3 separate regions of the Arachis hypogaea genome follow, and all the other regions are linked to region 2. The links are chromatin contacts, called in public Hi-C maps. All regions are on one chromosome and are shown on one strand. The core of a region is the stretch at or near the end of the contact, and the rest is flanking DNA. Distances in the headings are between cores, read along the strand shown. Region 1 holds the start of LOC112772789 (zinc finger protein MAGPIE). Region 2 has its middle 11 kb from the start of LOC140181535. Region 3 holds the start of LOC140181237 (serine/threonine-protein phosphatase 7 long form homolog).

What was found. Hi-C and Micro-C count contacts between places; a contact is called where the count stands out from the background.
Region 1: a contact with region 2 is called in a Hi-C map of leaf, with 2.5 times the contacts expected there. The contact joins the promoter of LOC112772789 here to the enhancer-like site in region 2. A contact is called at or near these places in 3 of 8 Hi-C or Micro-C datasets (all in leaf).
Region 3: a Hi-C map of leaf shows a contact between it and region 2, with 2.5 times the contacts expected there. The contact joins the promoter of LOC140181237 here to the enhancer-like site in region 2. A contact is called at or near these places in 2 of 8 Hi-C or Micro-C datasets (leaf and an unstated tissue).

What each region holds. Positions count from the first base shown.
Region 1 is chr18:11,915,874-11,918,573 of arahy.Tifrunner.gnm2.J5K5, reverse strand. It overlaps LOC112772789 (zinc finger protein MAGPIE), which reads left to right and starts at 1,298. Exons shown (of 3, transcript XM_025817789.3): 1 at 1,298-1,747; 2 at 1,825-2,221. The coding sequence starts at 1,627.
Region 2 is chr18:12,001,683-12,004,382 of arahy.Tifrunner.gnm2.J5K5, reverse strand. No RefSeq gene overlaps it. Among protein-coding and RNA genes, the nearest start is that of LOC140181535, 11 kb to the right of the region's middle. Within about 2 kb of position 1,427, at least 2 of the 3 cell types and tissues checked have open chromatin away from gene starts, as enhancers often do.
Region 3 is chr18:12,108,528-12,111,227 of arahy.Tifrunner.gnm2.J5K5, reverse strand. LOC140181237 (serine/threonine-protein phosphatase 7 long form homolog) reads right to left here and starts at 1,405. Exons shown (of 6, transcript XM_072224765.1): 1 at 1,328-1,405; 2 at 427-483; 3 at 62-381. The coding sequence starts at 1,405.

The sequences.
Region 1 (2,700 bases), core at 49-2,548, 86 kb after region 2:
CCCTTAAATTTGATACAAATAATTTACATATTGAAGAGTTAATAGTATTTAATTTCAGTATGTAAGTAAAATCGATCTACCAATAATCACCCATATAAATTTTTCATTTGATTTTAGAATGTTGATGATTGATTATTAGAATTTGAAGTTTTGTACAAGAAAAAAATCAAAGAAAAGAAGTATTACAAGAAGATTTGAATTATGTTTTTTTAATACATAAAAAAATATATGACTTAATTAGTAATGTTATTAACATTCATTCGTTCCGTTAATTATTTGTGTCAAATATAATGATAGAATAACATTAAATTAGTTAAAATACTTTGGAACAAAAATAAAATATTTAAATATTAAAATTTAAATTAAAATCGGACTCAAATATTAAAAATTAAAATAGTATTTTATCCAAAAAAATAATAATCTATCTAGCTAGATGAAGGACCAGTATTATTTTCATGTTTCTATAGCAACTTGCTAGCTAGCTAGGTAGCTATACCTATGCACAAAATGCAACAAATTTTCTTTAATTTTCTGAAAGAGAATTATGTATTATATTACTACTGCTCTGCAGGATAACCATGTAATAAAAATTTAGGCTAAATTCTATAGTGCTTTTAATTTGATCTCTAATTTTTATTTGATTTATTTTTTATAATATTTTTATATTTTAAATTAAATATTAATTATTTAACTTTTTATTAATTAAAAATGAACTTTTAAATATCATAATAAATATCTTTTATATATTTAAAAAAGCAACTGCTCATGTATATAAAATTATTGAGAAAGTATGAGGAGCCAATGAAATATTTGTACAAGATGTACAATGAAGGTTTAGGGAGTATTAGATATATAATCATTAGTGTTACTTTTTTCCATCAGCTGAAACTTTTGGAATGAGTGGTATCATGACATGGTATTAGATTTGGGAAGATGTTTATTATCCGTAGTACTCGGATGGTTATTCTATATAGCATGAGGGATATTCATTTTGTAATTCATATAGCCTATTGTACACATTGTACAAATAAATCATTGTCTCCTTAACGGGACTCAAAATTATTTTCATACGAAAATAGTTTGATATTTTTTATTAAATTATTATTTTCACGTGAATAACCACAATTTGAAATCATATATGATGGGGTTGAGCTAGGCTAATCCTTGTAACATTTAGATAATTAATTAGAAAGAAATTGAGATTATTATGAAGGAAAAAGGTGATTGAAGGAGGGAAAAATGAGAGAAGGAAAAAGCAAAGAAATAATGGGATAATGATTCGAAATGAGGATTTAACTTTCCTCTGAGAGCTCATGATATGTGTCATGATACACCTTTAATTAATTTGGTTCTTCACTGTACATAGCCTCTTTAATTAGCTAGCTAGGTAGCTTTTCACCGCCTCCCATAGCATCTTAATATTTTATTCCACCTAAAAAGTAGATAATCAAATTCACTGTAACATCCATACATACATTATACATACAGATCCACATCTACCACCATATATTATCACCATCCTCTTCTTTAGGGTTACCTACCTATATCTTCGTATTCTCTTTGCTTTTTCTCCTATTCTCTTATATTTTCTCTATCTCTTCATAAGTCAAACTTGGAATTAAAACCATGGATGATGGAGAAGTTTCAAATGGTGCTTTCCCTCTTCATCACAACAACCAAACTCATGATCCAACTTCTAACAATCCTCCACCTTTGAAAAGGAAGAGAAACCTACCTGGAAACCCTGGTATTAATCTTTTTTCTCTCTCTTTTTTTCTTTTTCAATCATCGTCATGACGAGTATTTTATGATTATTGCATACAGATCCTGAAGCTGAAGTGATAGCCTTGTCACCCAAGACTCTGATGGCGACAAACAGGTTCGTGTGCGAGATTTGCCTAAAGGGTTTCCAAAGGGATCAGAATCTTCAACTCCATAGAAGAGGACACAACCTTCCATGGAAGCTGAAGCAGAGAACAACAAAAGAAGTAAGGAAGAGAGTGTACGTGTGCCCGGAGAAAACCTGCGTCCATAACCACCCTTCAAGGGCCTTAGGAGACTTAACAGGGATCAAGAAGCACTTCTGCAGAAAGCATGGCGAGAAGAAGTGGAAGTGTGACAAGTGCTCAAAGCGTTATGCTGTACAATCAGATTGGAAAGCACACTCCAAAACCTGTGGTACCAGGGAATACAAATGTGACTGTGGAACCATCTTTTCACGGTAACTAATATCTCATCCATTAATCACAAATTTGATGCAAAAAGTGGTAACTTGTCTAGTGTATGTAAAAAGATAAAGGGAATGGATTGAAACAAGAGAGGTAAATAAATGGTATCCTCATATGTATGAATATAAAGAGAGAAGAGAAAAAGATAGATGGAGTTAGTGGCTGTGTTTGCGCGTGCTGCTGCTTAGTGTTTTTGGCTTTTAGGACTAAAAGGTGAATATAATGGGGTCGATCCATCTTAGTGCAGATAAAAGATCGGATAGAGATCAAGATTCACACAACTTGTGACAACACAAACTTTCATTCATAACTTGTTTGAGTTTGGATTATTTATGATTTACTGAATCAACCTTTCCTTATATATGTATCTGATTACCTCTTTCTTTCTTCTTCTTTTTTCCCTTTGACTAACCTAAGATCTATAAGCTAAGATATATGAACATGTCATCATATTTATTAGTGCTGCAGTATC
Region 2 (2,700 bases), core at 178-2,677:
CAAAACAAAAACATGCAAATGAAAGCATTTGTAAAAGAGGAGAAAAGAAGAACTAACCTTTACTTCTGAAGCAATAGGAACAGCAACAGTCGACCAAAGACGAGAACGAAGCTTTCTCCAGAACAAGAGTATGCGAATATGAAGTTTTCATAAACGAAACAACGAAAGAGAGGGAAAGTATTTATAAACACGCTAGGGGCATAATGGTAAAAACGGAGGTAGTCATTAATGGGTGAACCGTTACCAATGCAACTGATCCCCACGTGTGGATACGCGAACTCCTAAACGGACGCGACGCTTGATTAGACGCGACTGTGGAGAAATTCAAAAATCACGTCGGTTCCGAAAATCACGTCGGTTCCTCTGCAGGTCGGTTACAATCCCGAGTTAGAATACTCGAACCCAACTCCTGAAAGAGATTGGGCTCGAGTAGGGGCACTATTCATACCCTGGCCCAACGATAAGGCCCAGGTTTAAAAGAAATGTCCAAACCAAGGAATTGGCCCTCACTTTACACCGACTTTCCCCTTAGGAGTCGGTTCCTACCACGACTTGCTCTAAGGAAGTCGGGAACGAGGATTAGCTGGCAGATAATACTAAAATAACTGCCCCTAAAATCTCTCAACCCACTTTCAGGAGTCATATCTTAACCTCCCTAAGATAAAGGGACGGTTACTCATCTTAGAAGGTGGAACTATTCCAACGGTGGTTATTGGCTCCCCACTATAAATATACTGACACCTCTCAGGTATCTCTAAGTCCCAATACTCTCTAGACCTGCTTACACCCTTGCTGACTTAGGCATCGGAGTGTCTTTGTAGGTACCACTCCCATTCGTTCACATACACAATTCGGAAGGGGCCTCCAGCGTGTGAACCTGCTCGGAAACTACCATCCTCTGACAATTGGGCCAACCAACCAACAAGTCCAGCTCACTAATCTCCGATTACCCATCGTAACATATTGTATGCAGTAAGTTTAATCTATTATTTTATTATATGTTTATAAATTTATCGTGTGCTCTAAATTTTATGTTATAATATTAATTAATATGTTGAATGATTATTATATTTTGTGATACTGCTTTAACATAGGAATAATTTTTTTATTATTTAAATATTAATAAAATATGTATATTTTTATCCAATATATTTTAGTTATATCCTAATATTTTTTATTTAAAAATTTCAAAAATACGTTGATTCCATATAATTGCACCGATCATCACACTAAAATAGAATACATGACAACATTTCGCTTTACCAATGGTTTTTTTTTCTTTTGCTCATGAATCTTACAAAAGGTTTTTAACTGGGCCATATACAAAAGGTATATAAATATCTTCCTGAACTTTTCATTGGACTGTGAGCCTGTTACGGCCTGCAAAACAATAGGCCCAGAAATTCTGTTGTGTGAGTGAGTGTATAGTGTGAGTGTGTTAAAAAAAAAAAAAAAAAAAATCGTAGTTGAAGGCTTGGTTCAAATGGTATATCATATCCCTCCCAGACAATCAAGTGAATCAACTATAAATAAAAACACCCACAAACCATTCTTTTTAGTTTCCATCCTCCTCTTCAAGATTGTTGAAAGTAGCATAGGCCTAACACAGATATCTGTATACTTCTTGCAAGTTGTATTGGGTTCAAGTTTTAACTAAGATTGGATATTATTTAAGAATTTATAATGTATATTCATGCAGTATGTGTGAGTGTGTTGTATAGATATGTGATATATGGGTGTAATGTCTAAGATTAGAGGCGGTCCAATTCACTTGACTAAAAAAAATTTGTTGAAAAAGGCATGTAAAACAAAAATATTAGTAAAATAAAAAATAAAAATTATTATCGTTAAATTTATAACTTTTTCAGCAAAGAGCTTGACGACTACAATTCGATTTTTTTTCTCATTCTGTGTTTGTTTCCCACTAAAATCGCTGGATTTCCAAATAAATATTATGATTAGCACTAGTGACGGACTCAGGAAATTTTAGGAGTGGGGACAAAAATATATATATTAAATAAGTTTTGTTAAAATATTATTAATTATATGGAGATATAAAAATTAAAAAGAGTTAGTGAACACTTTTATTCTTAAAATACTATTCATTACATATAATTTATAAAAAAATATTTTTTTTATTTCTAAAATTTAAAATTAAAATATTTTAATTAAATTATAGATAACTTATTATCCTAACTAGTCTTTTTATACACATTTAATAATAAAAGACTGAATTTACTGGCATATTAGCGCCTAATGATACATTAGTATTTATAATTTGAAATTAGAATTATATATAAATACTAAAAAAATTAAATCTTTATATAAAAAATATGTTTATATAAAATAATAAAAATATAACTTACAATTTTTTTTTTTAAAATAATTAAATTTGTTATATATTTTTTAATTTAATTTTGATATAATGTTAGATAAAAGATTTTATGTATCTGTTTAATTATATATTGTAATTAAAATATTTTTTTTATTATTTTTAAAAATAAAAAATATATTCTAAATTAGTAAATTAATCAGTTCATTTTATAAATGCAACATAGATACATATAATAGAACAAAAGATAAAAAAATAAGTAATAAGGATGAATAAATCGAGAATAAAATAAAATATATAAAGTCACGAAAAAAATAAAATATTAGATTAATACCTAAACTATAATTGTTTGAATTAAAAATTGCAAT
Region 3 (2,700 bases), core at 156-2,655, 110 kb before region 2:
ACATAATCCAGATGGCTAGTACATCAATAAGTTCAGCAACATAATATGACACCTCACATACCTCTGTATACTGATTTCGTCAGTCAATTCTAAATTCTCTTTTAGATTCCGCAACCATGTCAGTTTTATGCAGCTTGATCTACAGTCCTCCTTACGAGGTGCAACCCCAAATTGAAGCAAACACTCCGCCTCCATGGCTTCAAAACTACTCATTGTCATCCCTGTGACTGGAAGACCATCTGTGGGAAGACCAAGTATTAGAGCCACATCTTCAAGAATCACGGAACATTCACCAATGGGAAGGTGAAACGTGTGTGTGTCTGGGTGCCAACGTTCGATTAGAGCATTTACCAATGCTTTCTGACACTGAACTATCCCAATCTGAGACACATGATAGAACCCGGTAATTCATAAATGCTCCTCCACCTTATCGTTGTACCGATCCAGAGGAACTGGGTGGTTACATGTCAACATTCTTAATTTCTACAAAAAAACATAACAAATTACTAGTCATATTATAATTATCAATTACTAACTTCCCATCATCAATCATTTCACTAATTCCTTATATAACTAATTCTTTTAACTTCTAAAATTATTTAATTAATCCTTAAAATTATTCATAATTACAAATAAAATTCATTACCAATACATTTATTCTTAATGAAAATTCTCAACAATATTACAACATCTTAAATAGTATCTAATACTAATTACACATTTGTTAAACATTTTCTCCTCAATAATAAAAAATATTAACAATCAGTATATGCCATCATTCGTATTCTACAAAATTTTAACATTCATATTCTAAAAACTATAAACATTGTCATAATAAAAAATCTAGCATGGCTTAATTAAAATAATCCTATTAATTATTCAACATTAACATTTTCTCACTCACAATAACAATAACAATAACATTAACATTTAAATTCTTCGATAACAGTTATAGTTACTTTTTTAAATAAACATTTAAATATCATTAACTAACAAATAATTATACTCAAAATTTATAAAAAATTAAAAAAAAATAACATTCTCTACTGAATAAGAGATCTATTTACTTCTTCTTTTATTACTACCGAAAGCTTTCCATCAATAATAATGATAATGTTTTCTTATTAATAATAATATTTCTTATTAAAAATCTGTAAAAAAAAATTTAGAAAAATCTAACAAATATTGAAAAATTAGTCATAATCCATCTATTTTTATATTTTTCAACTGCATTTCTAACAACAATTATAAAAATTAAATTCTTAATATTAATAATTATAAATATAAAAAAATTTGTAAAATTTAAAAATAATTGAAAAAAACTTACATAATCAGGATCACTGAGATAATGAATAATATGAAGCTCAGATCGATCAACATCTTTAACTTTATATTTTTTGGGCATTATTTCTTCTCCTCCACCATGCAAAGCTCAGCTTCAGAAAGGAAGAAGAAGGTGTGAGAGTGAAGTGTGAGTGATGGCTTTGGTTTTCGGATGGTGAGGGAGGGTTAAAGTTGTTTGTTTCTTCAAAAAGGGGCACCGTTCGGGGATAAAGCAGAGAGCGACGCGTGTTCAGTGCTTGACTGAACTCGGACCGTGCGATTGGTTTGAGTAGAAATCGGACGGTCCGTAACGCTATGCAACTTGGAGGGTCCGAGTTGGGCAGTGGCCTCAACAGACTACACGCTACTCGGACCGTGCGTCTTGTGACTCGCACTCGGAGGGTCCGAATTATTCCCCCTGACACCACCATTCTGTATAGCACTCCCCTCCCCCATATCAGCGCACTACACCTTCGATGGTTCTATATGTAAATTAAAAAGCGAAATAAATCTCTGTCCACTACATATAATTTAATGGGCCTTTAATAAGAGAATTTATCTTTAACATGTTACCAGGAAACAGCATTTTGGAAGCTACTAATTTTTATCTTTTGATTCTAATTAATTCAGACGTGTTACAAATACAATTTTTTTCGTTTACAAGTCATACAAGTTAAGCCAAACTCAATAAAAATGAGAATTACCGGTACGAACGTGTAAACACGTGCGCTACTCAACAGTTTTCATAGCACGCTCACTCACAAAGTCACCATTATAAAAGATGCTTCTTCTTCTTCCTCGATCAAAACCACAACCGTCAAGATTCAAACCACGTCCGAAAACTCTGAAAAATTGTCAAAATCGTCGCCAACGCTCAAGGAAATCAACAAGAAACTTCAAAATCTCCATAAAAAAAACCGAAAGATTATTTAAGGTATTGTTTCACTAATCTTCGAGGTTTTTCACTTTTTGTTTCTCATTTCGAATGCGAAACACTATATCGTCGTATTCCTGTTTGTTAAGTAGATTCATTATGTGTTCTTGGTTGAAAATAGATATTACCATTCTCGTCAAACTGTTTAATAGGTGATAACTGTTTTACGTTTTGTTTAATGTATATTTTAATGTGTTTTTGTGCATGTTTACATGTTTGGAACTGAGTTTGTATAAATAGAAACTTTCACTGTATTTCAAGTAAATTCAACTGTAACTGGTGTTGTTGTTCTTGAATTTGTACTTGTGGTTCTGGTGTCATTTTATGCATATTTGGTTGACTTGAATATCATTTTGAAATCATATAATGTCATGTAACCCAAAAAATAATAGAGGTGTATGTGATTGGTATTTGGGTGTATATGACTGATATTTGGGTGTATA